Regions from separate parts of the Mus musculus genome. Here regions 1 and 3 are each linked to region 2. A link is a contact called in public HiChIP or PLAC-seq data. All regions are on one chromosome and are shown on one strand. The core of a region is the stretch at or near the end of the contact, and the rest is flanking DNA. Distances in the headings are between cores, read along the strand shown. Region 1 has its middle 15 kb from the start of 4930503O07Rik. Region 2 overlaps Gm31870 (a long non-coding RNA gene). Region 3 has its middle 61 kb from the start of 4930503O07Rik.

What was found. HiChIP or PLAC-seq counts read pairs in DNA pulled down with a chosen protein or histone mark.
Region 1: a contact with region 2 is called in an H3K4me3 HiChIP or PLAC-seq map of embryonic basal ganglia, with 4 times the contacts expected there. The contact joins two enhancer-like sites. A contact is called at or near these places in 2 of 484 Hi-C or Micro-C datasets (embryonic stem cells and nephron progenitors) and 1 of 115 datasets of contacts at active chromatin or transcription factors (embryonic basal ganglia).
Region 3: an H3K4me3 HiChIP or PLAC-seq map of embryonic basal ganglia shows a contact between it and region 2, with 3 times the contacts expected there. The contact joins two enhancer-like sites. A contact is called at or near these places in 1 of 484 Hi-C or Micro-C datasets (nephron progenitors) and 1 of 115 datasets of contacts at active chromatin or transcription factors (embryonic basal ganglia).

What each region holds. Positions count from the first base shown.
Region 1 is chr1:194,205,904-194,210,141 of GRCm38.p6, reverse strand. No RefSeq gene overlaps it. Among named protein-coding and RNA genes, the nearest start is that of 4930503O07Rik, 15 kb to the left of the region's middle. Within about 2 kb of position 1,646, at least 24 of the 459 cell types and tissues checked have an H3K27ac peak or open chromatin away from gene starts, as enhancers often do. A contact at or near this core is called in embryonic basal ganglia, where this site is marked.
Region 2 is chr1:193,730,355-193,734,538 of GRCm38.p6, reverse strand. The region is part of intron 3 of Gm31870 (a long non-coding RNA gene); the gene reads right to left. Among named protein-coding and RNA genes, the nearest start is that of Gm31870, 77 kb to the right of the region's middle. Within about 2 kb of position 2,073, at least 8 of the 459 cell types and tissues checked have an H3K27ac peak or open chromatin away from gene starts, as enhancers often do. A contact at or near this core is called in embryonic basal ganglia, where this site is marked.
Region 3 is chr1:194,159,818-194,164,470 of GRCm38.p6, reverse strand. No RefSeq gene overlaps it. Among named protein-coding and RNA genes, the nearest start is that of 4930503O07Rik, 61 kb to the left of the region's middle. Within about 2 kb of position 3,305, at least 27 of the 459 cell types and tissues checked have an H3K27ac peak or open chromatin away from gene starts, as enhancers often do. A contact at or near this core is called in embryonic basal ganglia, where this site is marked.

The DNA.
Region 1 (4,238 bases), core at 397-2,896, 480 kb before region 2:
TCCATTCCCACCTGCTTCTGCCACCATGATCTCCATCTTCCCTCTTCTCTAGACTTGGATGGAGCAATCCTTCTCTTGTTCTTCAGTCACTTGCTTATGACTTTCTCATTACGCCAAGATTCCTGAAGGACTTAATCTCTGATACGAACTCTTAATCTCTGATATGGCCTGGGCCTTATGAACCAGAGGCCATAATTTAAATGGATTTAAAATTTTAAAAATCAGAACTTACTGTTATTTTTCTCTCTTTACATTAGTGTTGCAATAATTTTACTCTTCCCTGGGGCAAGGTAAGCCCCTGGTCTAATGAGAGGGGGAGGCAAGGGGAATCTTGGGTGTCATCTTCAAAAACTAATGTGGCAATAAAAGAATGCAGAAGACAGTAGAAAGCAGGGGCGGCATTCCTTGGGCTTCTTACTCAGTCATTCAATAAATATTAGTTAAATACTTGCAGCATGCTGTCTGTGGAACTGCATAAACAGCAATAAACAAGGCAACAGGCAGGCTGCTGCTTTCACCGAGCTCTTACATCCTGTCTGGGGGTGACTGAACACAAAAACAAATGTATCAGGTAATTACACAGCAAGGACTAAGCAAAGAACTCAGCGTCACATAGCACAGGGAATAGGACAGGTAGAGACTAGAGACCGTATCTGCTGGGTAGGAAGAGTCTCTCTGAATTTAATTTCACAGCTCAGGAGCAGAAGTTCGGCTTGTTTACCTGACTGGAAGCTAAGAAGCTAAGAGTCCAGTACTCTTCCCTTCTACTACCCAACAATGGCTTCCTCTTGCTCTTGGGCTAATAGCTGCATTAAAATCTGAATGATGACAATGGGTCAATAGAGCAAAAGCCTGGGGAAGAGCATTCCAGAAGAATGCATTCCAGAGTATTTCCAATGGGCAAAGCCTGCTCTCGGTAAAGATAGGAGCAGGAGGAAAACGAAATGCGTGGAGCATCGCTTGTGAAAAAAAAAATTAAGGAGTTGGGAGAGGATTTGGAGACTTGCCATTATCTTAACAGTTTCAGTCTCAGCCCAAGAGCGAGAGGAAACCGTTGTTGGGTAGTAGAAGGGAAGAGTACTGGACTCTTAGCTTCTTAGCTTCCAGTCAGGTAAACAAGCCGAACTTCTGCTCCTGAGCTGTGAAATTAAAACAGTCTGCTTGCTCACTGAGTGACCTGTGAGTTAGAAGGAAGCATTCAGTTCAATCCCATCCTGTCTGCAGCTTGCAGAGGCTGGAGTAGAGGTTGGCCCAGCATTAGGCCCAGTGGTTCACAGAAGCAGCGTCCCTGCTCTCTGTGCTCTTGGCTCACCAGTGTTCATTCAACATGAGGAGGGATATGATCTCCTGAGGCACAGTGCCTGTAATGGTGACCAATTTCAACATCTATTTCTCTTCCTCCTTTCCCTCCATCTGAAGCACCTAGGGGGTGGGGGTATGCCCAGTGAAATTGGTCCTCTGGAGCCACTGGCAAAGATGGCCGGAAATCCAGTTATTTTCTCTAAGGGGATGTTTCCCAGGTGTGGAGGGGGCTCTCTTCCTTCTCTGTTGTTTCCTGAAAGCGTTTATCCTAGTGTAAGGCACATCCCTGGGAATCAAAGAACCTTTGTTGATTCAGAGACTGATTGATTCTGGGGGACTTGAGTACATTTGTAAATATCCTTTGAGGATGATGCATCCCACTGGAATAAAGCACCTCATGTTTTATTCAGTTCTTCCCCAATATGCAAATGTGCAGGTGCCCCGACGGCATATAGATAACATCATTACACACACTCACATTCGCACACCAAAGAAAAGGCTGCGCACACAGAACACACAATTAGACGGAGATTGCCTTTGAGAAATCTATCGGGTTAACATGAGGATGATTGGCTCTGTGGGCAGACGCTGACGTCCGCATCTGCAGAACAGTCTTCTCTGCATCCTCAGGAAACAGCAGTCTTTGCTGCTGCCACCGCTGGCGCAGCTAGATAGCCTGGGGCTGTAGGGACAAGGAGGCAAGCAAGCCATTTTCCATCTTAGTACCACACTTCTATACTGTGTGACCCTAAGCTAGTCAGAGGAACTTCATCTTCTAAAGTGAACCAAAACAAAAGCAAAACCACAGGGGTAACTTGATTTAGAATGAAATGTCCAACAAGATCATGAAATCATATAAATGGTAGTAAGGCAAAATGCCATAGGCCCTGAGACGCAGGCTGGTTTCGTGGGGCCCCTGGCAAACTACAGTGGCCCAACCCTGCAGGGATAAAAAAAAAAAAAATTACGACAGTGTTTGTAATGTGATGGAATCAGATCACTCGGTCCACTTCAAATCGCTATAAAAAGCATATAATTAACTTTCACTATTTTACATCCCCTTACTATTCAGCAAACAGCTGTTGCCAAAGTTCTGAGTGAATCTCGATTTCCTCATCTTATGCCTTTCCCCCCAATAATTGTATGCCCCTGTCTCTGTCATCTAGGAATACGCTGCCGCCTTTGAATACTGTTTATGAAGATGTGAGGAGTCACTTTCATTCTTCCTTGCTCTTTCCATTGTATTACATTCCGTCTGATCCTCTTTATTTATTCTCGTGTTTTTAAATATCAAGATCATGTGTAGATGCCCCAGACATGTGAAACAGAAAGTTCTCTTTAAAAGTTAAATTTTATGAAAATTAAAAATGTTACATAAAATTAAAAGAAATGTTTATTATTAAATATCACCAGCACACTTTAAAATCAAGAAATATTGAAGTAAAATGAACATTAAATGCATTTAGCTGAGGTGAATTCCCTTTTAATTTTTATCTTTGTTTTAATTATCATCTTGAAATATGTAAGTGATATATTCAACATTTAATGGTTAAAATATATTCAAAGTCTTCCCACTCTGGTCTCAGCTATATTCTTTAGCTGTGATGGACGTGTGGCCACTTCAGGAGAGTCTAGCACATGTGATGATAAGACCATGCATACATAAGAAGCATATGAGTTGTATGAGCATGGATATATCAGCTACTATTGCACACATGAAAAGTGCATTCAAAAGACCACTCTGCTTTTTATTCTTACTTTGTACTTTATGAACTTCTTATGAACCTTGTTCTTGTGTGCAGCCACATGATACTGTGTGGATGCCTCATAACCCGTGTAGGTAATTTCTTGCTGACAAACACAGGCTACCATTCTCCATCACAAACATTCTTCACTGAACTTCCCTGTGTATACATCTTTGTTCTCATGTGCAAGTCTGTCTTCAGAGTAATGAGTTTTCAGCAGTGACTAGCAGGTATACAAAATACATTACACACCAGCAGTGTCCACTCACAGATGGCTCCAGTTTCTACTGTCCCTCTTCACTGTCCTCAGCAGGACAATAGTGTCATCACTTTATCTGTGACACTTTGATAAAGATTCTGTCTTTATTATGTTTTCTTCACACTTGTCTATACCTTGAGTAAAGCTGAGCACCTCTTACGATTTTCACAGCCAGCTGCATTTCCTTTTCCTAGAACTGCCTGACTTGCAGATGACTTATCATCATCATCATTATTTTGATATTGGTTTGCATGAGTTCTTTCTGTATTATCAAAATTATCCTTCTGTTCATTAAAATGTTAAACTATAATCTCAAAATTTTACCTTAAATTTATCTTTAAAAATTTTGGTTTCCGTAAATGTCTTTCCTAATTTGCTGTCTTTTGTGGAGTCAGTATTTCCCTTTGCCGCTGACACTATGTGTGGTTAGTGGGGCCTTTGTTCTCTTGAGACTCTCATCTTGGTTTCTTTAAGTATTGATATGGTTTCATCTTTATCTTTACATCTTTTATCTGTTTATAATTTATTCTGACCTAAAAGTTTAAGTATGGATCCAACTTAAATTTTTCCCAGATGGTAACCCAATTTTTAAACAAAATTAATGAATAATCATCCCCTCTCACTGATATAAATGGAGAATTTATCATAAAGTCATATGAATATCTTGGCCTCTTTCTAAGCTTCTTTCTATCTCATTGACTGCCAGTTTACCCCAACACAGTAGCCAACAAGTTATTATTGAAGCCTGGTAATACATTTTAATATTTGGCAATGGCAGTGTTTCTTTTTCTGTGTGACATATTTTAATTTTCTTTTCCTTTTCATATGAATTTCAGAATCAGTTTGGCTGTTTGAAGAAACAAACTTCACTAAATTTTTTACTGGGAGCTTGCTCATGTAGACAGTAAGGTCAGAAATAATTGATCATCACC
Region 2 (4,184 bases), core at 824-3,323:
TCCATACAGACATAAATGTGGACCCTCATTAGAGAACAAGCCTTCACTTCAAAAAGACATGAACTCCGCACAGGTCTCCTGCCTGTTAAATATGTACAGAGTATGCTTGTTTGATGATGAGAGTCGCAGTTTGGCTATTTGAATGGAAATGAATTTTAATAAGCATTTGAAGCAGGGAAAGCTACAACCCTCATCTGCTCCTGGATCACCAGGCATCTTCCTCACCATCATCACCTCTGAGGGGAGACTACAGCCCTCATGATGAGTGCAGAATGTCTTCTCTCCTCGGTCTTTGTCAATGTTCATTAACCTTGCAAGTTTCTTTGCTAGCCAGGAAACACAGCTGTCCCTGGGAAATTTCCATATTCCTTAAGAAAAGCAGGGTGTGGAATTACCACTGGGTAGGGGAGTGGGGGGTCCTGCCAACAAAAAGCACAGTGAAAGAGCTGTCTGGGAAAGAAATACAAAGACCATCTTGATTAGCACTTTCATTACCCACTTAAATATCTACACACTTTTGCACTCACTTTGCACTGTTATAAAATTAAGTATAATGTGGTTATTTATCCCATGCGTGTTCATCCCAACAGAAAAATAAATCAATTATTATTGTAAATCTCAGTCTCACTTCCAGTCCAAAATAAGGGCACAAATACCCTTGGATTATTTCTCTCTTCTTGGCATTTTAGCAGACCTAGAGCTCAGAAACATTCCAGCAACCTTAACAGATTATGAATCTATCATCTTAACAGGAACAAAACAACTTAAACCTGTGCAGGGATGGTGACAAGATAATTCTGAAATGCTTTCAAAGAAGTGTGGCTCGGAATTGGCAGGGTGCCTCACGGTGAGCTGGGAGCTGTCTTTCCCAGCCTCTGAACTAACTCACATGGTTCCTGTTGTTTTCTGGGGTTTTTTCCGATGTATTGTTTATCCATGCAGACTCTAAGTCAGTAAGGTCACTGACCCTAAGTTAGTCCAACCTCATTAAGCCCGATCCTGCCAATGTTTTCACCCCACCGTGTGACAGCCCTTTACCCAATGCCATCTTACTGACATCTCTAATTAAAGACAATAAGGCCCCTCCATGTACTTACAGAAAAGTACATAATATTTATCTCATGTTTAGGATAGAAAAACAAATACTGCCTAAGGATAGGGATTCTGAAATCATTACGATCTAAGAATAAATATTGTTGCCAGTACAACCTCTCTGCACCCTGCATGTTAGGGATTAAGGTGAGCATCACTAACTCAGCTCTCAACAAAGACTACAGAGGAAAGAAATCAAGCATATTCTAGAAGCTTCTCTTTGTCCAAATTCTCAAACAATACATTATTTTTCTTCCTTTCTTTTAAGCTTGTGTATGTGTGCGTGTGAGTGGGTGTACACAGGTGTTTTCAGGCATAGGCATGTCACAGGGCTTTTTATAAAGGTCAGAGGGCAACTCTGAGTATCTGCACTCCCCTTTCACAGTTTTTTTGCAGCTGGATCTCTTACTGTGCATTGCTGGGTAACCCAGGCCAGCTGGCCCAGAAGCTTCTGTGGGTTCTCCTGTCTCCTTTTCCCATCTTGCTTCTGGAGGATTAGGGTTACAGATGTTGGCTTTCTGTGGGTTCTGAGGATCCCAACTAAAATCCTCACACCTGTGCAGAAAGTGCCTTACCCCCCAAGCTGTCACCCAGCCCAGCAAGAGTACATTTTTAGAGTCATTTCCAAGTTTGTTTCATGAGGGTGAAGATTCTCTCATGCAGTCCTCCATATGCTTTATGCTTTTACTAATTTCAAATAACTATATCCCGAAGCAGGAGATGCAAGCACATGGGTGTGCTCCCCAAATCCATTGCCAGACCCTGCATAATTTAAAGTCGGCACTGCTTTAGTCAGAAGGCTGTGCTGGGAACTCTCTTCTTTCCCTAATTTCAGAAGTTTAATTCGGTTGCTCCTCCCACCTTCCTTTTCTTTTGAGCGACTCTTACTCTTCTCCCATGGGCCCTAGAAGTAGATAGGGAGGAATAAATGCCTCTAAACTGGGGCTGGAAAAGGGTCCCAGCCACTTTCTCCCCATTACAGCCCCACCAGGCCACTCCAGCTGACAACCTAACAAGGTGATAATGGGCCCGGTTCACAGCAGGTTGTTTGAAATAGGTTGAAGAGGTTCATTTGCATTCAAATCTTCCCTCTCTGGCTGGCTTTTGTTTGGCCCCTTGATTTCTACTCCCAAGACACCCTTTGGTTGACTTGGAGTGGAACAAAATCACATTGCTTCAGAATTTGAATTGCAGGCTTGGGTTTTAAATGTGTCCCATTATTTCATCAAGTTGTGGTGGGGGAGGAGTGAAAGGAGAGAAAGAAGAGCAAAGAGATTCTGAAATGAAAGGAGAGATGACAGATGGGTGCAAATGTCCCTTTTAAGTGCAGAGGAGCAGCTGATGCCAGGCCATGAAATTAAATTAATGCATCTGTGGCTGGATATGTTCTCCAGCTTCTTACTCCTGCTGGGAAACTTTGGGTTCCTTTTACAAGACCAAAGATAGACCCCCTGCACCAGAGGAAAGCCCTGTGCTCACAGTAGGTGCTGGAGAGAAACAGTCAGCCCTTTCTGTGTCCTCTCATCCTGGAAGGACATGGCCTCAGTGCAAACATATGACCCTAAACTCAAACAGATGAGTGAACTGAACATAGCTCATCCGTGGTCAGAGGTCTAAGCCAGTTGTCTCCCAGCACTTAGGATGTTCTAAGTCATAGATAAGACACAATGACTGGAAAGCATCAGTACTCAGAGCCAACTGGTAGAAGTTTTAAAATAAATGTTTAAAGCATAAGTTAGTGCCTTGAAATTTTAATAGATCCAGGAATTGCCACTTCCCACTGGCAGTAAAGGGTGGTCTCCAAACTGTCTCAAATAATCTGAATGGGACTATTGCTGTAGCTTCAAGGTCTGTGTCTCTTCCAGATCCTGATATTGAAATGACCCCTAATATAATGGCAGTGGAGATTAGGTCACAAGAATGGGCCTCTTGAATAGGATTATCATTCCTCAGGGAAGAGCCACCATAGCATACACCCTCCTTCTGCCACAGGAAGATTCCAGGAGAGAGAGAGAGAGAGAGAGAGAGAGAGAGAGAGAGAGAGAGAGAGAGAGAGAGAGGCAGATGAGGAGTCTAAAACAATCAACCTGGTCTTAAGTCTCCTGAACCCTAGAATGCCTGCTGCAATGCTTATGGCACACGGGGTGCCGCTTTGTTAGAACAGGAAGCCAAATAAGACAGAGAAGGACGGGAGGAGTACAAAGGAGCCATGCTTAAGATATCACTCACTGTCAGCTTGAATCTACTGAAGAAGAGGAAAGAAAAACCACTTAAACACATTATCATCTTCACGATTCCTTATCTAGGTAAAAGCTACTGAAATCTCTTTCACTCTTTCACTGCAGGCTGCTCAGTACACATAAGTCAAATGAGAAAGTCAGGACCCTTGCCCACAGACCCCATTGATATATGAGGGGGAAAAAATAAATCCCTCTGCAGCTAGTGTCTGCCTGGGAGGAGGCTGCGCAATGCCTTCCCATTCCATTCTGCCCTCTGCTTTGATTTGCACAAACAATGTGGTCTTTCTTCAGGCAATTTTCAAGTTGTCTTTTTGGATTCCTTACACTGGAAATGTGCATGTAACAAAGATGAAGAATGCTTAATGTGTAGGGAAGGAAAATAAGAGGAAAAGAAAGAGTGCCAGCATGCTGGTCTCTTGCAAGCCTCCTGGTGTCACCATCTTGTGAGTCCCAACCTCCCCCTCCCCTCCCCAGTTTGTATTTCCTTCATCTTGCCCCAGCTAAGCCCCACTGCCTTTTGCAGTTTTTTGTCCACAAGATCATCAGCACACTGCCTGATTTCTCCCTCTGGAGCCACTTAGACGGCTGCTCCGTTTGCTATTCCCCTTCTCAACCAACTGCTTCATTCCTTCACACTTCTGAAGTGGCCTTGTAACTGTCTCCAATGTGCTAGGTCCAATGAAGTCACCCAGACCAAGGCACACTGCCCATCTGGGGCCGGAATATGCTCCCATTGTTTTCTGTCAATCTCTCTCTCTGCAAAGGAATTGGACAGGAAAGCTTGTCTTATTCCATTGTTGCCACTGTCCTGTAACAAGGGTCCCCGGGGTGTTTCTCATGGAAGAAAATCAA
Region 3 (4,653 bases), core at 2,056-4,555, 430 kb before region 2:
AGGCCAGTTATGATTCCTCCCAGAACCCTTAGCACTCAGAATATATACCAAAGTTTTTACTGCAGAGGTCTTATACTCCAGAGGTCTCCTGAGCAGATCACATGTCACTGCAGTGACCACATGGATTTTAGGAGCAAATGGTTTGTTTGGGCATAGACATTTCTATGGAAGTTTGCACTAGGTCTTTTGAAGGAGAAACTCTGTGTGGGGGACATTGAACTGCTGTGACTACAGCCATGGGCTCCTAGGACCCCTCTACAGGGTGACAGAACACAGAAAAGGTCTTGGAAAGCATCCACTAGTACAGAAGTGGGATTCCTCTAGTGGACAGCTGCAGCTTTACTCCCCCAAGAGCCTCCCTGTGACTCTTGGGATTCACCAGGTGCCTAAGATCATTACTGCTTACTTCTTCCTTTGATCTCTTCCCACAGCCATGAGACCACATTATGATGGGAGCTCTTTTTGCTTCATTTTCCATCTACAAATGTTTTTCCCAATGAATGTTTTGAACTGCTTAGCATCTGCTTCTTAGAATATCTGAAGCAACAGAGCACAGGCTGCCAAACCTAGTCCTTCATCCTTTAGAATTTGCAGGCAAGAGGTCAGCCCACACAGACCTGCATTTGATAGCTGGTTCTTCAAAGAGTATGCTCTAAGAAAACAGGACTTGTTTCCATTGGGAATTTAGGATATGGAGCAACAGACATGACAGGGGGAAACATGTGCTATACATACAGATCTAGGTAAGAGGTATTGGTATACAAGGCCACACAGAGAAGCATGGTGTTTGGGAGACTGAGGATATAAGGAAGAGGTGACGTTGTATTTGTGTTGCACATACATGAGGGTGGGGTTGAAAAAGGAATGACAGAATGCATGTAATCTATGTGATGACAAATATTCTGACACAGAGGCATATAGTCTTTCAAGGTTGGCTTTAGGGATTGATTGATTGATTGATTGATTGATTGTGGTGCTGAAGATCAAGTCCACAGTGCATAGCAGGTAAGTGCTATATCCTACCATATCCTTATCGTTTAGAAATGCAAAGACAATGTCAAGAACTGTAGGAAAGTGCCATTAAAAAGAAACAAGATTTAAAAGAGGCAGGAGACAGGTAAAACCAAAAGTGCAAATGTAGACTTGTCCTAAGAGACATTCTTCCTCCACACCTCCCCTCTCTCTTTCTCTCTCTCCTTCCTACCTCCATTCTTTGCTCCCTCCCTCCCCCCTTCTATCTTCCTCTCCTCGCTCCCAGCACTGAACTTTCTATATAATTGAGGTTAGCCTAGAACACTTGTTCTTCCTGTCTCATTGTCCTGCTTCCTAGAATTACAGATGTATACCACCAAACACACAATAAGGTATCACATATCGGGGTCTGGAGAGATAGCTCAGATGTTAAAAACATTAGCTACTCATCTAGAGGACCAATGTTTGATTCTAGCACCCACATGTTGGCTTACTGTCTGTAACTTCAATCTCAGGACTTTGATGCATGCAGTGAACATAGATAAAATGCAAGCAAATCACTCATACACATGAAATAAAAATAAATTAGTTCCTTTAAAATAAACTAAAAACAATGCTAAATCCATTGTTAAAGAAAGTTAGAAAGTGCAGTGAGGGCACTGTGCCATGAAGGTCAAAGAGGTGGAAACAATGAGGATGGTTGAGAAAAATCTAAGCATCTTAGAGGCCTTCACATCTGATTAAAAAGGCATACAAGGCCAGCTGGGATTAAAATGATGCCAACATCTTTGTCTTTTCATGTACATGGAGAGTAAAATAAAATTAAATTACTTTTATAATCAAAGCACAAAACAAACTGCAAATATCTTAAAGATCTAAATGTGAGCAAATCCTTTAAAAACTAGTTATGTCTAATACAAAAGAAACAGCAAAATGTCACAATAGGACACCATTGTAACTATATCAACAAAAACAGAAATCTTCAAGATAAGAAATTTCTGTGCAACCAGAGACACCATAAACAAAATTAAGATACTCCACAAAATGAAGCATTATCGCACATGTAGCAAGCAAAACACTGACATTCAACTATAAGGAAACTCTTGCAAATCAATTTATAGAAACAAATGGAAAAATAAATGGAAGATGCAAAATAACAATTCTGAGATGAAATTCGAGGTAAAATGAATGTGGGAATGAACTCTGCCTACATGCCTGTAGTCAGAATGATTCAAGTAACACTACTATGACATATTCTTTACCACCACCCAACTAGCAGAGGTCTTTAAGTTAGAGGGTACCAAATGGCAGTAAGAAAGAGGAAAAATAAGAACTCTGAAATACTGCTGGTGAAAATACAAATTGTTACAGGTATTTTGAAGATCAAATTTGGCCATATCTAGTAAAATTCATGACTATGTCCTGGCAACCTGACAATTCCACATTAGTACAGAACTGGAAGAAGGTCTCTCTCATGTGCATGCATGCCAACAAGTGTCTGTGTTTAGGGTTTAGAAAGAACTATTAAAAAGAAAAGATTAAGAAGGTAAGAGAGAAGGAAGAAAGGAGGGAGAAGTATACTGGGGAGCAGGATCAGACAGCACAACAGGGTAAGACTTCAAGCCCAAGTGTTTCCAACACCTTGCTGTAGCTCCCAATTATTTCACATGGAGTTGGTTATCTGTGCACCAGCTGGTTCCTCAGGATGTAGCTTGTGACCCAAACTGTCATCCATACCAACTAGTGAAAAGATTTACCACAAAATCTGTTCCCTGGAAGCATGTTGACTACAGCATAAATGGCATTCTCCTCACAGTTCTCAAAGGGGAAAATAGAATTTTGCCAGCCACTTGGAAGATTATTGCCGGTCTAGAAAAGGTAACCAAGTGGCCTGTGATGGCTAGTTTATCCACAATATGTCACGGCATCCCAACTGCCTGTATGACATCTGCTTACACAATGGATCCTGTAGACAAACAAAAACTATTAGCAAGTGGGTACGGGGGCGGGGGGGGGGGCAAATACTTTCCATTGAGAGGCATTGAGAAGACATAACTCTAAGTCTTACAGTGAGAAAATCTGCTCTCACCCACAGCCGGGTGGAAAGGACCATCAACACTCATTTGGACTCTGAGTGCCCTGGCAGGAGAGACAGAAGGCCATCCTGTTAAATCATTTAATCAGCCAAGGTGGGCAGCTGCCTCACAGATAATGCTGGTGGGGGACAATGAAAGACAGATGATTTACCAATTAAATGCATCAGGCTTCCCAAACTCTGGGCCCAAGGACTGGAGTGCCATGTGTTTCTGCCAGACGCAGATCTGTCTTCATAAGCAAATTAGGCTTCAAGTTTGTAACTCATATGTCCAACCCCCTCCTTTACCTCCTCCCCCTATGCCCACACAAAGAGGATCGCATGTTAATGAACAAAGCTCAGACTTTTTCCATTTCTCTGCTTGTCAAAAATCTCTTTCACCTTCACGACCAGCAGTAAATCACACGTTCTGCTTGAGCAGGTGCTCAGGAAAAAAGAAAGAAAAACCACCAAATGGCTATCCTAGGAAAGAGGGCTTTTCAGAGGCTAGGCATTCAGTGTGCTGTAAAGCAGGAATGATAGCTTGCGTGCAAACAGTGAAGCTCATTCTGGCCATTCTTCCAGAAATGCAGCGTCTGGTGCAGACCAGGATTCAAAAGCAAGTCCAAGCACCAGCTCGTCAGGCAGAGCAAGGCTGACAGGAAGATCAGGAGCAGGAACAGCCAACATTTAGAGAGGAGCTCCCAATGGGTTTTGAGCTCCCACAAGCATTTATTATTCTTAACGTATTTGTGTTATGAGTATTTCACTTTATATTTTTAATATTACTTTCATTTGACAGATGGAGAATCAGAGAAGTTAAATGTTCTTCCTAAGTTCACACAAAGAAGACTTGTTATTAAAAATTGGAGGATTTTCAACTTATATATTATCTTTCCAAGATTTCTAATTCTGAAATTTTGTGAATATAGATAGAAACATCAGGAAACCATGGAGACGCTACTTGAGATGACTCAGTTTCTGTTATTAGAAAGAAAGATAAAAATTGGGTGTGGGAGATTAAATATCAAAAAATGAAAAAAAATACAAATAAATGAAAATAGAACCAGAAAATTTAAAGAGGAAAAAGTGAATAAAAAGAAATACTCAGAGATTTGGAGTAAGAATATTTTCTCACTCTAGTTTTGCTCAAAAAGACAAAACACAAGACACATACTATTTTGTCTAACTGACTGACTAACTAACCGACTGACTAATTAGTTGATTAACTAATGGATTGATTGATTGTAGAAAAGATATACAGTCATATAATGGAGTTCTGGACATTGAAATACCAGCTGATGAACCAGACAAAAGGAGATTCCTGCCTAGTTAATGTTCCCAAACATAGATGTATATGTAGAACTCTCAGCCAAGTAAGTCTTAGGAGTGATTGATCTCAAAGACACAGCATTCCCAATGAAAAATGGAATGAAGAGAGCTTACTCTTTAGTAGAGCTGGTAGGAGCCTTCTGTCCATCTCAGCATCTTGGCATGGTTTGGAATGACAGACACTGGGAAAGAAAGAGGCCACAGAGTGCTGTGCTGGGTCCCTCTCAGGGGTCTCCAGGGATGGTCTTGTCGAGATCTGCCTTAGGCATCTGAAA